Regions from separate parts of the Mus musculus genome. Here all the other regions are linked to region 4. A link is a contact called in public HiChIP or PLAC-seq data. All regions are on one chromosome and are shown on one strand. Each heading gives the region's core, a stretch centred on a gene start, on an enhancer-like site or on the middle of the called end of the contact. The rest is flanking DNA. Distances are from core to core; before and after follow the strand shown.

What was found. HiChIP or PLAC-seq counts read pairs in DNA pulled down with a chosen protein or histone mark.
Region 1: a contact with region 4 is called in an H3K4me3 HiChIP or PLAC-seq map of craniofacial prominence, with 9 times the contacts expected there. The contact joins the enhancer-like site here to the promoter of Irx6 in region 4. A contact is called at or near these places in 8 of 39 promoter capture datasets (the 3T3-L1 cell line, cranial neural crest, embryonic stem cells and 4 more), 2 of 484 Hi-C or Micro-C datasets (embryonic stem cells and nephron progenitors), 8 of 115 datasets of contacts at active chromatin or transcription factors (craniofacial prominence, embryonic forebrain, embryonic hindbrain and 5 more) and 1 of 9 other capture datasets (embryonic stem cells).
Region 2: an H3K4me3 HiChIP or PLAC-seq map of embryonic forebrain shows a contact between it and region 4, with 5 times the contacts expected there. The contact joins the enhancer-like site here to the promoter of Irx6 in region 4. A contact is called at or near these places in 5 of 39 promoter capture datasets (the C10 cell line, cranial neural crest, hippocampal neurons and 2 more) and 2 of 115 datasets of contacts at active chromatin or transcription factors (embryonic forebrain and stem cell-derived neural progenitor cells).
Region 3: a contact with region 4 is called in an H3K4me3 HiChIP or PLAC-seq map of embryonic midbrain, with 4 times the contacts expected there. The contact joins the enhancer-like site here to the promoter of Irx6 in region 4. A contact is called at or near these places in 8 of 39 promoter capture datasets (the 3T3-L1 cell line, cranial neural crest, hematopoietic stem and progenitor cells and 5 more) and 2 of 115 datasets of contacts at active chromatin or transcription factors (embryonic forebrain and embryonic midbrain).
Region 5: a contact with region 4 is called in an H3K4me3 HiChIP or PLAC-seq map of stem cell-derived neural progenitor cells, with 3 times the contacts expected there. The contact joins the enhancer-like site here to the promoter of Irx6 in region 4. A contact is called at or near these places in 6 of 39 promoter capture datasets (the 3T3-L1 cell line, cranial neural crest, hippocampal neurons and 3 more), 5 of 115 datasets of contacts at active chromatin or transcription factors (embryonic forebrain, embryonic midbrain, embryonic stem cells and 2 more) and 1 of 9 other capture datasets (embryonic stem cells).

Annotation. Positions count from the first base shown.
Region 1 is chr8:91,530,812-91,533,511 of GRCm38.p6, forward strand. The region is part of intron 8 of Fto (fat mass and obesity associated); the gene reads left to right. Among named protein-coding and RNA genes, the nearest start is that of 4831440D22Rik, 64 kb to the left of the region's middle. Within about 2 kb of position 1,385, at least 14 of the 459 cell types and tissues checked have an H3K27ac peak or open chromatin away from gene starts, as enhancers often do.
Region 2 is chr8:91,565,100-91,567,799 of GRCm38.p6, forward strand. The region is part of intron 8 of Fto (fat mass and obesity associated); the gene reads left to right. Among named protein-coding and RNA genes, the nearest start is that of 4831440D22Rik, 99 kb to the left of the region's middle. Within about 2 kb of position 1,277, at least 49 of the 459 cell types and tissues checked have an H3K27ac peak or open chromatin away from gene starts, as enhancers often do. A contact at or near this core is called in stem cell-derived neural progenitor cells, where this site is marked.
Region 3 is chr8:91,647,412-91,650,111 of GRCm38.p6, forward strand. All of the region lies in intron 8 of Fto (fat mass and obesity associated), which reads left to right. Among named protein-coding and RNA genes, the nearest start is that of Gm36325, 66 kb to the right of the region's middle. Within about 2 kb of position 1,325, at least 17 of the 459 cell types and tissues checked have an H3K27ac peak or open chromatin away from gene starts, as enhancers often do.
Region 4 is chr8:92,672,852-92,675,551 of GRCm38.p6, forward strand. It overlaps Irx6 (Iroquois homeobox 6), which reads left to right and starts at 1,438. Exons shown (of 6, transcript NM_022428.3): 1 at 1,438-2,228. The coding sequence starts at 2,184.
Region 5 is chr8:91,629,576-91,632,275 of GRCm38.p6, forward strand. All of the region lies in intron 8 of Fto (fat mass and obesity associated), which reads left to right. Among named protein-coding and RNA genes, the nearest start is that of Gm36325, 84 kb to the right of the region's middle. Within about 2 kb of position 1,301, at least 43 of the 459 cell types and tissues checked have an H3K27ac peak or open chromatin away from gene starts, as enhancers often do. A contact at or near this core is called in stem cell-derived neural progenitor cells, where this site is marked.

The sequences.
Region 1 (2,700 bases), core at 135-2,634, 1.1 Mb before region 4:
GATCATGGAGTCACCCTCTGAAACCATAAACAAGTCTCCAGTTAAATGCTCTCTCTTATTAATTAATTTCCTTGGCCAAGTTGTCTTCTCACAGCAATAGAACAGTGCCCGGACGGACCAAAAGAACAAAGTCAAGAATGCACTCTTTCACACTGCCCTCTCCTTTGGCAGAGTGTCCAAATGTGAAGCCCCACACTGATAATGGAGGCCCGTTAGTGCTGAGTGAGGTGTAGAGAGGAAACAACCTGCGCTAGTCCTTCTCTGGGCTTGGGCTAAGTATTCGCACCTAGAAATGACAGATGTAGGTCTGGGCTCCAGGCTCTCTGAGCAACTGGGTGTAAAAATCTAGGCAGTTCACAGACACTTTGGATCAATTCAACTTTACCTAAAATACAGCGTCTTGAGCCACGTGACCCTCCAGGCAGGTGACATCTTCCAGCCTGGATAAAAGATCCCGGAGAGCGGCAATCATAGACATGGCTTTCTCCCTCCTTTCCCTTAAAACTTGGAGTGGAGCCACCGGTAGTGATAGTGAACTAGAACCAGCTGACAACAACTGGAAGTGCTCAGTGCTCTCTGTGATGAGACTGCAGCTCAGGATACAGAGCACGTCGCCCAGGCTGACTGCTAGTCAGTAGTAGAGATGAAACTTAAGTTAGCATGCCTGGCTCCGCTGCTAGGAGCACAGTGGGACAGTGGCAAAGCTCTGTCAGCTACTCACATGGCTCAGTGTGTTGACTTCGGTCTCACCGTACAGGACGTCCAGTGCTTCCAGGTCTTTCCCGGTGTGGGGATAAGCAATTGTGTGTGTAAATACCTATTTCCTCTGCCACCTGAGCACACCTCGCCGTGTGTGCCGCTCTGAGTGCATCTCTCGGCGAGGCAGTCATCTGCAGCCCGTGCCGTATGAATCTCGCCACCATTAGTCTTCTAACGGGAAGTCTCCACCTTTTATAGCTGTGTTGTTTCTTTTGTATTGATTGCAATCTTTTTAGGAGGCAGGAGAGTGGGGAGGAAGATGAGAGAACATCAAAGTTGAGCCTCCAAGACTCTGTACAGCCTCCAGGTCAAGTAATTTTGGGGCCGTGTTAATCAAGGCCGAGTGGAGCAGGCGCCCTGAGGTGAAAGGGTAGCGATTTATCTGCTCTATCACAGGTTCCTCGTCAGCGGAACAGTATGTTTATATCTGGGAAACAATTTACTACACGTGAAGAATAGTCATTTTATTCTATCTCAGGGGTGTCCCCAGTGTATTTTACAAATTTACTCTGTAATGAATATTCCAGGTTATAGATAAAGTTGAGCTGGCTTCTGGTTCAGAAGGTGCCAGGTTGGCGGAGTGCAGCACAGACGGCCTGCAGGGGGCACTGTTGCGTCATTTATCAGAACTCTCCAGTATCTTGTCCTAGGACAAAAACAAACCAAACCAGAGAAGGAAAATAGGCCAGTCACCTTAAAATTGCTCATTAAAATTATTTGACTGGTCCCAGTGTTAGGCATGAGTGTCGATCGGGCAGTTCAGGATTCAGGCACAGACAGAAACAGCTTGCCATGTCAGGAAAAACCGCAGTGATTGGCATGACTTCTGATTAGCCTCCTCTGTTGTCACCCCTGGACTTTGTAATTTAATAAACATCCACGTTTCACTGATCACCTTTGTTGGCTCCTGAGATGTCCACACTGTAGAAAAGACTTCCTTCTGTGGTGTTCTGAGTGTCTAGCTTGAGTCCTGGAAGAACCTTTTTAGAAATCTTGATTCTCTATTTTTTGTGTATCCTTCACTGCCAAAGATGATTGCTTGTTTGTTTGTTTGTTTGTTTGTTTAATGAAGTCATTTTTTTCATGGAAGGCTCCCCTGTGGGACCTGGCCTGAGCTGTCAGTATACCACCCAGCTCCTTGACAGTTCCAGGATTGCTGCCCATCCCCTTCCGCTCTGTGGCTCCACCCACTTGCCCCAGGGTTGAGCTTCAAACCCCCTACCTCCCTGCTCAGCTCTGGCTTCTTCTGTCCCTGGCCATGAGGCCTGCTAGGTGACTGTGATGAAGCCTCAGAAAAGCCCGGGTTGTGCTGAGTGTGTGTCTGTGTGCGTGTGCGCATGTGCACTTGTGTGCGTGCGTGTGTGCATGTGCTCTCACACTCGTGCTCAGCAGCAGCAGCAGCAGCAGCAGCAGCAGTCACACTGCCAGCCTCCTCTGCGCCCTGCTTCACCATCAATTACGCCATGTGTTTCGTCCAGTTGGCGTTCCCCTCCCAGTGTTAATTATAACCTACAAGACTGTTAGAGTTAATTTTATGGCAAGCATATTGTCTCTTCAAGGCTTCAGAGCAGCTCATAAATTATCTTGAAGGTAAAATGTAACTTGGGGAACCAGTTATGAAAATTCCATCCATCTCGCTTAGAACTGCAGCTGCTACTGTCAGCTGCCTCGCTGCTGCATTGTGAAGGAATTACGGTGGGTCAAGTTTAAGAGGGTAGGCCCGGGCTGTCGTGGAGGAGAAAGGCTGTCCTGGCCCTGTCAGACAAGTGCCTTCTGCCAATCCCCGGTGGTTTCACTTTGGAGGCAGGCAGAGGCAGGTAGCGCAGGTGGACAGTCCCCAAGCTGTCTGTATTCATTATTTTACAGAAACTTGCAGGTAGGCAGGACCAGAGACCTTTCCTCCTCTCTGTTGTCATGATGTTAGGCATCCCCGCAGAGTGT
Region 2 (2,700 bases), core at 27-2,526, 1.1 Mb before region 4:
GCTTGTCCCTCACAACCATGTTCTCAGTCGTTGTGAAACTTTATGGACATTCTTTACACAGAGTGAACAGCAGAGGACAAGAGACCAAGCCAAAACCCTGGATGAAAGACTCGGCTAGACAACGGAAGGTTCTTGAATTGTGTTTCCTGTCCTCTTCACAGATACAGCTCATTTCTCTTGTGGATCCAGAGTTGGGAACTGGTAGTGTGTTTCACCACAGGGGTAGGATGACCAAATGTGAAGAAGAAAACTAAGTAAATCCCACCCTAACCTTTGAGTGCACGGGGCCCACTTGGGTCTAAAGTACCACATTCACCAAAGAAAGGTGATGGGTGGCCACGTGCCCGTCTTTGCAGCCCTACTATCCACCATTAAGTTAAGATACTGTCTGAGATGCACAAGCCAGCCACGCAAGGTTGACACTTCCTTTTCCAGCTCCCAACCTCATGACTGTCAGACTTGTCATCTTTTCCCTCCTAGAGAAAGGGCATCTGATGGATAAAATGAGGCTACCTATATATTTTTTATCTTATTTTTATTTTGTTTTTGCTGTGCGTGTGATAGAGCTTGGGGCCTCACACATGCAGGCAAGCTCTCTGCCTCTGAGCTCCGTCCACAGTCTGTGTTTATAGTTGGGAAGGGGTGTGTGTGTGTGTGTGTGTGTGTGTAAGACCTTAAATAGGATGCTAAATTTAGAATCTGTCCATGTAGGAAACTTCTTGGTTCAGGTTCAGCAGGGATGGTCCCTTTAGTTTTGAAAAGTCTTAAACATTTCAGACCCACAAAACAGGCAAACAAACAAAGCCAGATTTAGAGCCTTTATTTTGTTTTATTTTACTTTATTTTATGTTTGCAGTCCTGACTAAACTTGAGTAAAACTGGCCCGTCTGGTTTAGAAGAGAAAGCTGAGTGGGAGCGTCTGCAGCTTGCACTCCTGTTCCAAGTCCTGTGCGTTGGCTGACAGACAGTTCTGATCCCGAGATAAGCTCACGGGGCGCTGATACTCCAGCACTCTTAGTCCACTTAAAACAAAACCACTGTCACCAAATACCGGAAATTCGCTTTAGTTAAAAATGTGGTTGAAATAGAAAAGGCAAGGCTCGGGCCAGGCATCCATCCTCTACCACCCCCACCCCCCAGCAGGGTCAGGTTGAAGAGTTGTCTAGAGCTCACTGTTGAGCTCATATCACTGTTGGTGATATGTTGTCCCCTGCTCCTTTGTGAGAGCTAACCTTGCGCTCAGTGGGCACCAGGGCTGAGGATCATCCCAAATGCCCTGGATATCTGAGGAGCCTTTGTGTGGCGCAGGAAGGGCCCTGTCATGAATATGCAATCAGCAACACTGTGTTGTGTCCTAGAAATACAAAAAGGAGACTCTGATCTCGAAGTTGGGAGCTGCTTTCTGATCCCAGCCTCACAGGATCTGCTTAGAACTCTAATCAGGCTGATTGTATTGCCTTGGAATTCTAATTTCCAATTTAGGGTTTGCTATGTAATCTCTGGTAGAGTGTGTCTAATCGTCCTGAACCACACAGCCTTCTGTAAATGCTGTAGGTTTTCTTCCCTGTGTCTAGGCTGCGGCAAACTCTGCAGTGAGGTCTAGCTGGGGAGACCATAGATTACTGAGTAAGCTGAAGACTGCATTGGTGTGTCACTCTGTCTTTTCTGAAAGACCAACTCAAATTCTGTCTCCTGTAGCTTTGATCCTTTTCATGTAATTCTAAGTACACTTGTCATTATAGTAACTGTTGTTTGTATGTTATTTTAGCTTTTTACTTAAGTAGCTATTTAGCAATTTAAATGAAAACGTAATTAGGTTACATCTGTTTTACATGCATGTAATACCACACAGATGTACACTTCTATTAAAGCCATATTTTCTTTCTGGCAAGAAAAGGCAAAACCAGAATTGTGCCAATCATTAGAATGTGTCTTGGTCTTAAAATAAAGGGAGCACACGCCATTCACAGAAGGGCTGCTTATTTCCATAAGGTTGAGAGTCATTAGCTTCTGTGATTTGAAGAGTGAAAATATCAAGTAATAAGCAAACTTCACTCCAGTTTAATCAGATACAGGGTTATAAACAGTGTTAGCACCCTCCCAGGCCACGGGCAGAGAGCGTGGGAATAAATGCCCATCTCCATGTAACAAACTGGCTCTCTAGGTCCGCACGCAGTGTAAAAGTCTCAAGGAACAGCCAAGGTTCTAGCTCAGCTTTAAACCAACTGCAGTGAGCCGCTGTGCTGTGCCTGTCTCTGTTATTCCAACAAAATAAAAGCAAAACACACCCAGGGGACTAACGAGCGTCCAGGTACTTTGAAGAGTATGAAGCGTGATTGCCAGAGAGTTCCATTAATACACAAGCTGAAATCAGCATGAACAATGAGCCCCTCAGATACTCCGCATTCTTGTATGTACAGTGGGGATTGGACTGAGAAAATTAATTTTCCTGTTTAGGGAACTATCACCTCCTTTACAGCCTGTTAATAGGATTTATAAAACATCATGTCAGACAGTCATTTATCTTGTTTGCTAACTCGACACATTTGGACTGTCTGGAACTGGGTTAACACTTTAAGAGTTGCCCACTTGCGCTGTATATGCCTCTTAAAATTGTGGCCGTTATAACACCAATAAAATATTTTCATATAACAACTCCCCACCCGGTAAATATGGCTAAACTTTTACCATCCTGCCACT
Region 3 (2,700 bases), core at 75-2,574, 1.0 Mb before region 4:
AGCAGGTAGGGTAGGAATACAGGAGCACCCGGTGGGAGGGCGTTCTTCTTAAATGTTTGTTTGTTTAGCAGGGTGGGGTGTAAGATCAGTGCATATTCTAAGGAGCATGTAAGGAGGTTATTTCTCTCTGTCTACTATGTGGAGTCCAAGATGAACCTCCCATCATCAGGCTGGGTGGCAAGCGACTTTGCTAGCTGAGTCATCTCACTGGCCCCACTCTCCTTCAGGAGCTGGCTTCTCACCAGCACCCACTTTCAAGATCCCCCCCAGCCCTGTTGGGGTCACCAAGCTGCCCGGTCATCAGAGTCCCCACCTCTGTTTATCAAGGCCACTGCCCTGGCCATCGGTACAAACGATCCAGGATTGCCACGTTAATCCCCTCCGCAAAGTAACAACAACAACAACAATAAGCCTCCAGGCAGAACACGTCAGGTCTAATTCAGATTTCTTAAAACTGAAAGCAAATCATAAACACCTGAGAAATCAGGTTCATCATGGAAGCTCCAAGAAGCCCTTTAACCCGGGCAGGATCCTATAACACAATTATATACAATTTCACACTTGGCTAGAGCTGTTATTTGAGAAAAATAACCATTTTTTTTCCCTGCTTACACTAAATGAACCACAAGATCCATGCATCCAGATGCAGAGAAATGCAGGCTGACTGCCCGGCGTCCGTCTCATCTGCGAGCTCCAAGGCAGGGCCACCGAAGGATCAAAAGAGTTAATAATTGGATCCTGCCCACAGCGACCACACAATTAAGGGCGAGATTAGCAGAGATGAAAAATGCATTGTGAAAATGTAGTGACGGACTGAGAAAACAAGTGCTCTGTTGCACAGTCCTAATGATCAACTCTATTACACCAATAATAGAAGAAAAAGGGATTGCGGTGGCGCGGACAGGGCAAATCTTTTCTAATCTGCATTGTCATCCCAACTAAGGCCCACACCATTTGTATTAACCCCTGCTGACAGAGTCACATGACGGACATAATTTCTTATAATTTACCAGCTATGGATCTAACCTTTCCTCATCAAATATTCATAAAGGCAGGATTCTCAATGATTTTCTGTCTCTCTTCATATTTACAGCGTGTTGTCTTCTTCCTTTTTACAGTAATTTGGACACAATTGAAGTCAAATGGAATTAGAGTTAAATGCCTTTAGCAACAAAGGTGCCTAAAAGCGAAGTCTTGGGGGAGGGGTCGTGAACTGCAAGGGGTGAATCCTGTAGCCCCAAGCCCCTCAGCATCCTAGAGGAGGCCACTTAGGGAAGGGCAAGGCAGAGTCAGCAGAGAGTGGACACCGGCCTTCTGGGAGGCCAGCTAAGACTGTGCCCACTTTGCCGTGTAGGCTGCTCCAGGCAGAGCATGGACTGAGAGCCCCAGGCCTTGCCCTGTCCTCAGGGTTTAAGGGACCTTTAGGCCTCCGTGGCCAGACCCTTTTGAGTATGTATGCCCAGAGGGGCCCAAGAAGCATGCCAGGGGCTTCACAGAGGACAAGGAGAAGCTGTTTGTACAGTTAACTCAGAAAAGAGACAGAACTATTCCTGAGAGCATTTTGGTAGGGAAAAAAAAAACATCTGTTTCCACTCGCCAGCTTTGTTTTGACAAGCTTTCTTAACAGGCGTGAAGAGGGGAGAGAAGTCGTACACATCGTTCAGGATTAGGACCGGGACCTTCCTACCCCGTTTACCATTTCCCGGGCTGAGCCTCAGTCTCATCAACAGAAGTTTAGAGACACGAGGTGGGCTTTCAAAATAAATCCCCCCCTCCAGCCCTCCGAGGAGCCTGTCTTTATCAAAGCCAGCAAAGAATGCGTGGATAAATCTCCCTCACGATGCAAAAGACTTCTTTTACCTAGCTGACCTGTCCAGACCAGGAGCTTCATTCTCACTGGGTTCCCAGAATTGGGTCCGAGAGTGAGGAGCTGGGGACCAAAGGCTTTATGACCTGGAACGACTGCCAAGCATCCCCAGCTGAGGAGAGCCGGTTCCTCCAGCTGCTTGCATCCTCCTCTGGTCCCAGCCACACAAGCATAATGCACAAATATATTCCCTCACCAAAGCATACGCTTTTTAGATAAGAGCAGAGTCCTCTTGGACCACAGCTCACCCCACTCATGCCCTTGCTCTCCTAGATGTTACTCCCTGCATCTGTAGATGTGCATGTGTGGACCCAGAGGCAAATAAGGGGCTATTTTGCTGGTATCATCAGTGTCCGGGTTGTTTTCTTGTGGTTTTGTGGTGATGATGGTGGTGGTGGTGATGGTGGTGGTGGTGGTGGTGGTGGTGGTGATGATGGTGGTGGTGGTGGTGGTGGTGGTGGTGGTGGTGGTGGTGGTGGTGGTGGTGGTGGGTTTTAATTAGCAATCATGTTGTGTTTGGAAATCTTTCTATGGCAGAGCAGATCAATACCCCCTCTCTCCCCACTCCCCGCCGGCCTGTTTTACTGTTGCCAAGGAGTCCATTCTATAGGTATCCTGCAGTTAATACTGTTCTCTTAGCAGTGGGCACTGGGTTCAAGTCCAATTTTGCAGACTATTAGTATCTGTTTGGAGCTGAGACAGTTTGTTAAGACTATCCAACTGACAAGCCGACTGGTACAGAGACAATTTCAAAGATGTTTGTACCAACCTCAGAGTTCAAAATACTTGTTCCCAGTGAGACTACTAGAGGCTGAACTAGGCCTTGCTAGATG
Region 4 (2,700 bases), core at 188-2,687:
TTTACCACTACGTCAATCTGGCAACGACTATAATTCTTTTTCTTACAAGGACGCTCCCAGTTTAAAAGCAAGGTTTCACCAAGGTAACCATGGCCTGTGGCAGCAGCTGGATTTGTAGACTCATCTGTGGTTTGTGCCCTCTTTAAGCTCCTTGTCTATTAAACATAAACTGTGAGAGGTGAGCAGATGCTGAGCCTAGAGTGCCATTCTAAAGAGGTCACTGGGTGTGGCTTGCCAAGTCAGAGGCCAGAGGCAAACTTGTGGAGGGACTTCCTGCCTGGGCCCCCAACCTTGCCTCTTTCTCCTGGCAAGAACTGAGAGCTCTCAGTATCCCCTGGATCACACCGTCTCGAGTTTCAATAGAAAAATAAAACATTGTCCCTGAACAAACTCCGGAACCCCTAGAGGAGGTATAGTAAAGATCTAGGACCGTCCAAGACCTGTCAAGTGCACTAGCGCTGTGACAGGGCGACTGAAAGGTAAGGCTTTCTGAATTGCAAACCCCACCTGGTGCCGCAGCAGCGCCACCTAAGACCTTTCATCGCCAGTCTGCAAGCCCCTCCTGATCCTTAGACATGTCTTCGGAATGGTGTCAGCCTGTAAGTGTGCAAAATCTATAGCACTTGCTAACTGGCCACCCCTGTCCGGAAGTCTTGCAAGCAACCCCCTGTTTCCAGAGGCATCGGTGCTTTTTTTTGAAAAGCCAGCGAAGGAGTTTATTACACCATTGGGCCCAGCTGAGTGTCCCTGGCGCTACTCCCTCCGGAGCTCTCCTCTACGGCTCGCCAGCGCCACCCCAAGAGGAGTGCAGAGGTAGCCCTGGGGCCGTGAAGCCTTCGCCCCGCTTTCGGGCTTGGGGCGGACACCGCTGGCGGCACTCGGGAAGGAGCCAAGCCTGGCCTCTGGCGGAGATGGCCCAGACTCTTGGCTGGCAGCCTACAGATGCAAGGGATCAGACTTGGTGCGTGTATGGGAGCTCTCTTACAGAGGCTGCACCTCGATCTGGAGGGGGCGCTCGTCGGTCTAGCCCAGGGCCAGACCTCTGCAGAGACGCCCAAGAGGTCAAGGACCTGGCCAGGGCTGGGATTAGCCAACGATTTGGGGAAACTGAGACCCAAGCCACATCCCCAAGGACACAGATGGGCTGCCCGGGGGGCTTGATCAAAGCTGCTGGAGCTGGTCCAACCCTAAGAGCTCCCGGGACGGAGGGGCCAACAAACTTTGATGCAGAGGAGAGGCGGAGATGGGTTGTAGTTGGAGGCTGGTCCTGCGAGCCCCTGCTCTCCTCCACCTGCTCCGGCTCTGCCTCCTCCCAGCCCTCGCCCACCCCACTCCCCCCACCCCCCACCCCCGCCATCAGACTCCTCAGCTCTCCTCTCCCTCCTTTTTCTCCCCCCTTGCCTGCCTCCCCCAGTTTCCTCTGGGCTCTTCTTTTGTATTCTCTCCTCCCTCGCCGCCCCGCTTGCCTCTTGCCTCCTCGGGGGCCGCAGGGGAGGAGGCGAGCACGCTGCACCCTGGGCCCGCACGGCTCGCCGGGAGGCGTATTTCCCACTTCTCCCGGGGAATTTGGAGAGGGTCTGTGTGCGCGCGCGCGCGTGAGCTGCAGGCGAAAGAGGGTAGGATCTAGCGGCGAGTCGAGGGTCAGGGTCTTTGACGTTTCTCGCCCGTTGCACAAACCTCGCAGAGCAAGAACGAGTGTATCCGAGAGTGCGTGCATGTACACGGGCTGGCTGCCCTTGGCACACTCGGTGGCCCGGGGCCCCGGGGCCCGCGGTCCCCTCTGGCGGCCGGGGATTACCGTGACGTCACGTTGAGCCTCTGGCCACCTTGGACTGGGACACCTCGGGAACCTCACAGCCCGACGCTGCGCTGTACCTCACCTTGCCCCTGCGCGCCTTTGGCACCCTACTCCTTCTTCCTAATTCTGCCGCCGATCCATGGGCCCCTCTGCCTTCTGGAACCCACAGGCCGTAGGGGTGCCTTACCAATCGCAGAACTCGGCAGCCCCTCTGCCTTTGATTCTGCCTCCCGTCTCTCCCCTCCTGCCAACGAACTGGCGGCCAGCTCCTGCAGCCCTGTAAGAAAACCAGACGCTGCGCTGCGCTGCTGGGGTCATCGAATCACAGAGCTGAGCAAGGGACTCGAAAGGAAAGAGGGACTCAAGTCCCTGAAGACGCCCTGCTATGGCCTTTTCACCTTTTGGACACCCGTATGGCAGCACATCCCAGGTGAGTAGAGTTAGGGGGTGGGGGTGGCAGAGGCAGGCTAGAGGGATGCCCAGTAATCCCCGAGCTTCCTCTTCTCCTTGACCCAAGGGAAGTCAGAAAGAGCACGGACCGGGAAATGTGCCACAGCACCCGCTGACATCCTGATGCCAGTCTGAGAGCTTTCACTCTTTGAGTGCCACCTGAAACGCACTCTGTGTGCGAGGTGGGTGGGATCTGAGGGAACTTGTAGTCAGGGTTACCCTTGGACAGATTCGGTGGCCAGGGTACTCTCAGGAGAAAACAAAAGGACTTCAGCGCATTGGCACTGCACTGCTCATTTGTTGACCTCTGCTCCGATCCCAAATCCCACTCTTTTCTAAGCTCTCTACTTCAGCTTCCCTCCAGTTTCCAAACCAGGGCGTTGTGCAGTGGTGAGGCTTTCCTTGGAGAAGTCTGAGAATGCCCATCACTGTTCTCCATTATCTCCAAAATA
Region 5 (2,700 bases), core at 51-2,550, 1.0 Mb before region 4:
TACCTAATGCATACTTACCAGCTAGTTCAGGGTAGAATCCGGGCCTGGGTTCGGGCATTGGCTACCTTTTGCTGACTCATGCCCTGGGTGTCTGCAGAAAATGCCCACTGGCAGGAAGAGTCAGAGGCTGTGTGCAGGAAGAGCGTCAGGTGTAGCTAAGAGGCAGCACAGAGTATCCCCATCCATGGAACAGGGAGCAAGCGCGTGACCGTGCGTCCTGGCCAATCCTGAAGGCAGGAGACAGCACTGCACTTGTGGAAATGTCCGCTGTCTCCCTGCAGAGGAGCTCGGATCACAGGGGAAGTTGCCGCACAGCCCCGCACAGCCGAGTGTGCTGCACTCACAAAGGTCAGGCTTTAATTACATGCGCAGTTAAATGGAAATACTGTAGAGAGGTCACGCTCATATTTCTTTGGCCTTCATTAACGTTATTGCTCTGTCACGTTCCCTCTCCTTGGATTTTAAAATGAAAGCTCCTTTAGCACACTTTAAAGGATTATTTGTTTGTAATCGCTCTTACCTCTGGAAGGGGAGGTTAGATCTTTGGCGCTGAGGTTGTTTGTGAGGGGGAAGGAAGCTAGGAGATAAAAATAAACTTTGCCAGTGCAGCCCTTGCTAATTTTATTTCAAACCTTGGGCTTTTTATAGCCTCACCTACTAATGCTTTTGATTAAAACACAAGCAAAAAACCAGCCAACATGAACAAGTTGAATGCCACATCTGTGCAGAAGATAGCAGCTCACTTATTTATGGCTCAAAGAAATGGAGCCTAAATTAAGCGAGCTATTGCTGGAGAGTGGATAAGCGGCCATTATGAATTATCCTTAATTATAGCGATTTCCTAAACTAATAAACCTGCTAAATCTTTATTGCAAAGGTTAGTTTACGCAGTGCATATAAAACCCGCATGTGCTCCGCATCAGCCACCAGCTGTCTGACAGTGTGCTGCTATTTCAGTGAGTGTTCACATAAATTTTATGTTGGTTATATTAACAGTCAGTCCATATCACTACCCACAGATGCCAGTAGACATAAAAATTGCTCTCTAGTGAGCCTAAATATCCCTAGAAGCTAGTTGTGTCTAATGTTCCATGTAGTATTTGTACGTGAAAGCGCCAGATTGGAGGGTTATTTACAGATGAATATTTCAATCCAGTTAGTTCACAGCGCTTACTTAGTCTTCCTTGCTGGCTTATTTGTATGCTAAATAATTCACCAAAGGTTCCTGTTTACTCTCTGTAGTAGCTTCTATGAAATGTAAACACGGAGCCAACTCTGGGTGCTCGAAAGGCTAAGCAGCTGTGTGTTTAAATGCGGGTCAGAGCAGCACATGCCGCCTCGCCCACGGGCTGCCTGCTACTCACTCTTAGGCACTCTTTCCTTTCGTTTTGTTTTGTTTTGTTTCTTTTTCTTTTCTTTTCTTTTCTTTTCTTTCTTTCTTTCTTTCTTTCTTTCTTTCTTTCTTTCTTTCTTTCTTTCTTTTTTTTTAATTTCCCCTTCTTGTAGGCAGGGCTAGGGCATTTTTGACTGGGCAGTCTTTTTCTAAATGTTTGTTTCTCGGTACCTGTCTGCATATCACTTCCAGAATCAGGATTAGCCGCAGCAAGGAAGAACACAGCCTTGGCTTTGAGACTACCTCTCTACCAAGGAGGGCAGGTCAGTCCTCTGCTCTTGAAATGCCCTTGTTCTCCATCCCAGCACCATGATTTTTTTTTTTCTGATAAATTTCTAAATCTTGAGATTGGCGAGGACACCAAGCAGGTCCTTCCTTTGTTCCTCAAGAGGCTTGAATTAGTCCAACCTCTGCCACCCAGAAGGACAGAGAGGCAAAAGCCAGCTCAAAGCGATCGGCCCAGCTGTGGGACCAGGACTGGCAAGGATCACTGGTTCCTAGCAGTTCCTGCGGCTCAGTGTACAGGTGAAAAATTCCTGGGTGCGGATGCTCACCGTCCTCACCACTTACCAGCAAAGAGATTGGAAAAGGGCCTCCTTCGTTTGCAGCCAGGCTCTGCCAAGATCATGAGAGGGTTCAATAGCAGTGCTAACTTTTTATTTAATAATATTGATTTTATCATTTTTACTACTTACAATTGGGATTGGTCGGCTGATAGTTATTTGACCTCCCTTTGTGCATGGCTGTGGAGTGCTTCGTTAAAGCTATTGACATATCTCTCTTACCCACTCTCCTCCCAGAAGCCCATCTCCGCAAATAATATTGAGATGCAGTAACTGTTCCCTGATATTGATTTCAGATCGTGTTCATCACACCCTTCCCGGGGCCAGGCAGAGAGCAGCAGCCCTCGTCTTGTAAACCTTTGACTGCTGCAGGCTTAAGCATCTTTCTATCTTTCAAGCAATAACAGCAACCATATGCATGCACTCCCCGAAAAATTACCCAGGAAATGAAAGCATTTTTTTAACCATGGCTATTTTTATGCATACATTAATTAAACTTATCTCTCTCTTTTTTTTAAAGGAATGTTAGATCTGTGTGTCCCTGAGGTATGAGGAAGAACTCTGATTACATTTTAATCTTCTAGGATTCGGGGGTTTGGCATAGTCAGCCAGACCCAGGGCCTCTGTGACCTTCAGTTCTCAACCAGATGAGACCTTTCTCACCACCTGGGCCTAAGAACGTTCCATGTTTTGCTTCTGCAGTGTCAGATGAGATCAGTAGGTGTTTCAAAAGAGCCAGGTGTT